2 separate regions of the Zea mays genome follow, and region 1 is linked to region 2. A link is a contact called in public Hi-C data. All regions are on one chromosome and are shown on one strand. Each heading gives the region's core, a stretch centred on a gene start, on an enhancer-like site or on the middle of the called end of the contact. The rest is flanking DNA. Distances are from core to core; before and after follow the strand shown. Region 1 holds the start of LOC100279026. Region 2 overlaps LOC103647891 (a long non-coding RNA gene).

The links. A called contact is a pair of places that touch in the nucleus more often than the background predicts.
Region 1: a contact with region 2 is called in a Hi-C map of ear, with 2.2 times the contacts expected there. The contact joins the promoter of LOC100279026 here to the enhancer-like site in region 2. A contact is called at or near these places in 3 of 25 Hi-C or Micro-C datasets (ear and leaf).

What each region holds. Positions count from the first base shown.
Region 1 is chr2:220,585,225-220,587,924 of Zm-B73-REFERENCE-NAM-5.0, forward strand. LOC100279026 reads right to left here and starts at 1,345. Exons shown (of 2, transcript NM_001371669.1): 1 at 1,150-1,345; 2 at 607-1,036. The coding sequence starts at 1,296. The coding sequence ends at 875.
Region 2 is chr2:220,373,891-220,376,590 of Zm-B73-REFERENCE-NAM-5.0, forward strand. LOC103647891 (a long non-coding RNA gene) reads right to left here. Exons shown (of 6, transcript XR_004856477.1): 3 at 2,666-2,700. Among protein-coding and RNA genes, the nearest start is that of LOC103647891, 3.3 kb to the right of the region's middle. Within about 2 kb of position 1,256, at least 8 of the 20 cell types and tissues checked have an H3K27ac peak or open chromatin away from gene starts, as enhancers often do. A contact at or near this core is called in ear, where this site is marked.

The DNA.
Region 1 (2,700 bases), core at 95-2,594, 210 kb after region 2:
GCCCGAGGCTGGGCTCGGGTGAGACGGGACCTCATCCCTTGGTAAACGAGGTCTTGATTTGAATCGTGCTTACCAGTTTTTATAGTTTGTTTTAAAGATGTTCTCCAGTCATATTTAGGAGTACTGGGGTACCCGACAGTTTGTATGCCTCAAAATAACCGTATCTGAGCCTGGGTGGACGGGTTATGTGAATTAATGTTACGTCAGATACACAGGTCTACATATACACTAGTGTGAGCGACACAGAGTCATGGGCTCGGGAGAAAGAAACGCCTAGTGTTGTCTGCGTATTGCATCGCACATTTATAGTAGGGTTGGTGATCCTGGGCTCCTGAGTCCTGGCCGACGATCGAGTTCCTATGAATTCAACTGAGGAGAAACATTACTCTGATGCTGCTGTGCTGCCAGCACCACAAAGTATCATCCGTTCCATAGCAACCCATACATAATCCTACAAGGGCAGGCACAGCACAATCTACTTCGTCAGACCAATTCACGGGGAATATATTTGGCTGCATCGTCCCGTTCTGAATCTGACCAATGTGCATCGACGAAACATGCAACATCTCCCGGAGACCGGAGTCCAGGACGCACAGCTTTCTGTTGGCAACAAGCACCGGAATCAAATTGAAATGAAATCACCAAACACGAACAGGCTTTTCGTCGAATGCCCAAACCGCACAGAAACCCAGACCACATTTGTCCACAGGGCAATGCAGCCAAAACAAAAGGGGGACAAATCTGATGCTTATATACTCGCCGCCACACTCAAACATGCATTTCATCGAACACCTAGTGCACTCCAAAACTGAACTCACGGAGAGGAGAGGCGGCCCCAGACTCCAGCCCCCGCGCTACCCACGCCGCCGCTGGCTTAGAGAAGCCCGAGGAGGAGGAGCAGGAGGACGGCGGGCGCCACGGCGAGGACGAGGAGCAGCTCGGAGCCGGCGACCCGCGCGTGGGCAGCGGCCTCGCGCCGCGCCGCTGCGATCTCGGCGCTGCGGAGGAGCCCCTCGGACCGGAGCCGCGCGAGCTCCTGCAGCGCAAGCTCGCGCACGGTCATTTCGAAGAGATGGAAGGGGAGCGGCGTGCGTAGCAAACATGCGCGGGGCCGATAGCGGGCGAGGACGAGGGGTTAGGGGGAGTTACCGCTGCGGCGGCCGAGGAGGGAGAGTAGGAGGTCCGGCGGCGATCCTGTGTCGGCGTCGGCGCGCGTGGCCGGCGGAGGGAGGCGAGGAGGAGCGCGGCCCTGGCGCAGCGGAGCATGGCCTCTGGCGCTGGCTTGGTCTCCTCCATGGCCGATGCTGCTTCACCGCTTGGCGTGCGCGCCGGTGGTTTGGGTAGGGGGTGCGGCTATTTTTACGGAGGGAAAAGCTGTTTTCGTGTTTGGTTTCTATTTCATTTTAATCTTTAAATTGTTAAATATAGAACGGTATTTGATAATTTAAATAAATAAATAAAATAAAATAGATAGACTAAAAATTAATCTCTAGAAATCAAACATCTCCTTTATAAAGCAAAAAAGAAAATCTGGTTTGCTAGGAATACTAGCTTACTAATGTTTAGACTTTTTAAGTCACCGATCACTAATGATCACCAGTCATAATTATAGCATTTAGAGAAGTTTGAAAACTTTGAATGTGACTTAGAGTGAAGTCCTTGCTCTTATATTGAATGTGGATGAGAGAAATGCTTAGATGATATGAATATAGGTGGTTGGAGTTATATTTATGATCATCAACCACTTCCTAGCCATTGCCCACTTCCGCCACTTGCGGACGATCCATTCTCCATCTCCTGGCCCGGACGGTCTGTCCCTTCAATCAACGGCTGAAATCGCAACAATCAGCAGTGACGGCTATATCAACAACTATAAATTCATTAAATATGTTGTCAGATATCAGATAAAGCAGTCGCGGACGGTCCTATCGTGCACCCCGAAAGGTCCATGAGGACACTACAAATTAATTTTATCGAATCTAGCACCTTCGTTTTTTGGATTTCAACGGGCAGACGGTCTACGCCTGTGTGCCGGACGGTCCGCGCTTGGTCCTGGATGATGGTCTTCTCTCCTTCGGATAGTCCGTGATAGAAATGTAGTTTTCAACATAGTTCCTGTCCGAGGTGAATAAAGTTGTCGCGGATGGTCGGCCCGGTCGGTCTGCGCACAGGTGAACTCTCCAAAAAGTTCTCTTGTCTGAAATAATCTACGTTATTACGGGCAGTTGACATCTGTGAAACAATCAACTAGTCAAACTAGTTAGTCCATTAGGTTGTGATGGTTATCAAGCATAAAATCAATTTAAAGAAAATAGTTAAAGTCATTTTCCTTTCAAAAGCACAATAGGAGTTATCTTTTTTTTCATTGTCAGTCTCACCACCTGGCAATCAACGAAGTAGAAAGTGGTGGCATAATCCACTTGGGAAGTTGGGTATATTTGTGGCATCCAATACAACCTGTGAAGCATTATCGCTGGCTCAGGTGCTAGCAAAATTGAGAGGAGCAGAAAGTGTAGCACCTATGAGGGTTAAAAACAAGTCTGTTTTTGGTAATTCAATACTACACAGAGTAAGTTTATTGAGCTAAAGTATCATTTAGTTCGGGGTCTATATATAGTGGCATGACCAATGTGAAGTTCATCAGGAACAAAGATCGATTAGTTGGCATTTTAGCAAACCCACTCGACAAGACAAAAATCC
Region 2 (2,700 bases), core at 6-2,505:
GACAAGCAACCAAAAGATCTCGCCTGTGTCGTTGATCAGGTCAGATCAATCAGTTGGTATTTGGGCAGCAGAGTTTGGTGCATACTTCTACTAGTAGCTGGCTACTGCGTGTACGTACAGGCAGGGATTCTATGTGCCTGTATATGTTATCCCAAGGTAAGAGGAGGCTGTGTGGCCATTGGGCGAGACAACTCTGCGTGCAACGTAACAATGCATTGCATGGATAATGGCTTTGTTATCATCAGGCAAGAACTGTGCTGCACCCTAAACAACATGCATGTTTGCTATGGTCTTATGGAGGCAGGCATGTGCCTTGCATAATGTAATGGCATGGAATTCTTCTCTCATGTATGCACCCAATCATTGCCCAACCAATCAACCTCTCTCTATGTGTTTATATGCAACATGTTTTGGGCTTTTCGCAAGGGAATCTCTGCAGCCAGACATGGAAAGCGAGTAAACAATGGAAGGAACCTGAAACCCTACTATGCAATGCAATGGAATGGAATTCGATGCTGCAGCTGCAGAAGGCTGTTTGCTTGCCATGGCACCCAACTGGTGTGTGGTGAAGATGAGAGACCTCACGGTTGCTTCCTTCCTCTTTTTTTTCATTTCACTTTTGCTTTTTAGGCTCAGTACCCTCCAGTAAATTTTGCTCTTCTTTTTGTGCACACTTTTTCCCTCCTCCTTTCAGTTGCTTGGATGGATGCATCCCTCTTTCTTGGCATCCTCCTTCCTCTGACCTCACCCTCCCAGCATCGGATGCGCTGGAAAAAAGGAGAGGCTAAAAGAAACTAATCAGCCATGATGCCTTTTCTTGTATGATCCTGAAAAGCACAATTCTATGTTCAGTGAACCTCATAGTAAGAGGCACTGTCGGTCACACTAGAACAAACTAAACCCAAAATTACATTGCATAGTTTTATCTGTGTGTGTCTCTTATTCTTGCTGAATAAAATTTGCTATGAGCTAGCTACTCGTATTATTATTGACGCCCTACGTCCACTGAAACATTACACGGTCTCTAACATGACTCCCGAACTACTGACATCAATAAAAAATTATCTGTGTTTGATGGAACGGGTTTATACTTGATTTTCGTATTTTATTATGAGATCTAGTAATACCAACCTAGTGGTATGTTATTCCCGATGATCATGAACACTAGAGTTATGTGTCAACAACACCTGGCAGTTCCGGGATATAGACCTTGCATCATCGCTCCATAAATTTCGACGTTGTTCAGGCCTGTTCAAACTGCAGCTAAAGCACTGCAATGCATGCATCACTGACAGCTCTGATCCATACAGAACATGTCCATCTGGTTTCAGGCTGCGTCCAGGAAAGCCGATAAAACTGTGTCCCGACGCCCAAGTGACAAGGTTGCGTCAGGGAGGTCTTGACAAGCTGTCTCGGCAAGCTTACAGATCGATGTAGCAAAGAACCAAGAACAGGCTAGAGAACAAGGCGGAAAATTGGTGGGTTGCTGATGGTTTCTGTTCGATTAGTGTTTTACATGTAACATGGTACTGCATCAAGCACGAGCTCATGGTAATCCAGAGCCTTTTTCAGAATTCAGACGAGCATCTGCAACTCATACATGATGCCGCTGCTTTCGGCAACTCTTTGCCACAACTTCCAGAGTCTGGTCATCTCACCGATAGATAGTCTGAGAAAGTTGTAACATCACTGCTAGTGAATTGACGATTGTTATATCTTATATTAGCTAAAAGGATGAAGTGGTCAAACAGTAGAAGGCCACACCAAATCGGCATATCAATCAAAAACCATCACTGGGTAGTGTTCTTACTGTGACAGCGAGGTAGTGAGTGCTTCCTCCTCTACAGAGATACAATACAACTGCCACATCTCCAGCTCACCATAATGCGGAACTTCGAATTACCCGCATTTTGACAAATAACCACCCAAGCATTTTGACAAAGGCGAGTCAAAGGTCAGAGTGTCATTTCAGGGTAATGTCAAATATGACTCCTCCAAGATTTGAGATGGTTGTTCTCGTTCCATTCACTTCTTCAAGACACATTCCATGCTTTTCGGCTTCCTTGAGTAATGTCAAATAATACCCGAGTTTGTTACAAGTACAATATAGACAAACAATTGCATAATATCTCTGACAAACACGCTGACAAAGGAATGGGTGACATACGAATTGTTTGCCTGTGAACCACAAGGACTTCTGCGACTGTATATGCCATTCGTAAGTAAAAATTTGGCTACAAAGTACAAACCTCTTCAATGTTTAGATCCATGAGATCCATGGTTTATAGATTCATATAATGTCTCAGTTAGTTGGAGATGCTATGTACTTCTCCCTGCCTTTTTTCTCTGAGGTACTCAGGGACATGTACAGATTACAACTTTCTAATCTAACTGATGCATAGCCTGAAATTTTTTACAAATGGGTATTCTCATCTCAGCTACCTTTTTCTGTTAAGTGGTTCAAAACGCTGTCTTAAGGACTCCTGGGGAAAGCCTCCCCCAAAATATTTATTTAATAACCGAAAATCTCACCCACAGGGTCATGAAAAGGCCACAAATCCTAACTCATGGAAAGTATGGTAAACAGTATTTGCTGACAATTTTTACGTGTAAAAAAAAGACAACTCATCTGTTCGAATAAAAATGGGAGGACGAAAATACATACACTTTAGTTCGGGATACATAAGCCAATATGAATTT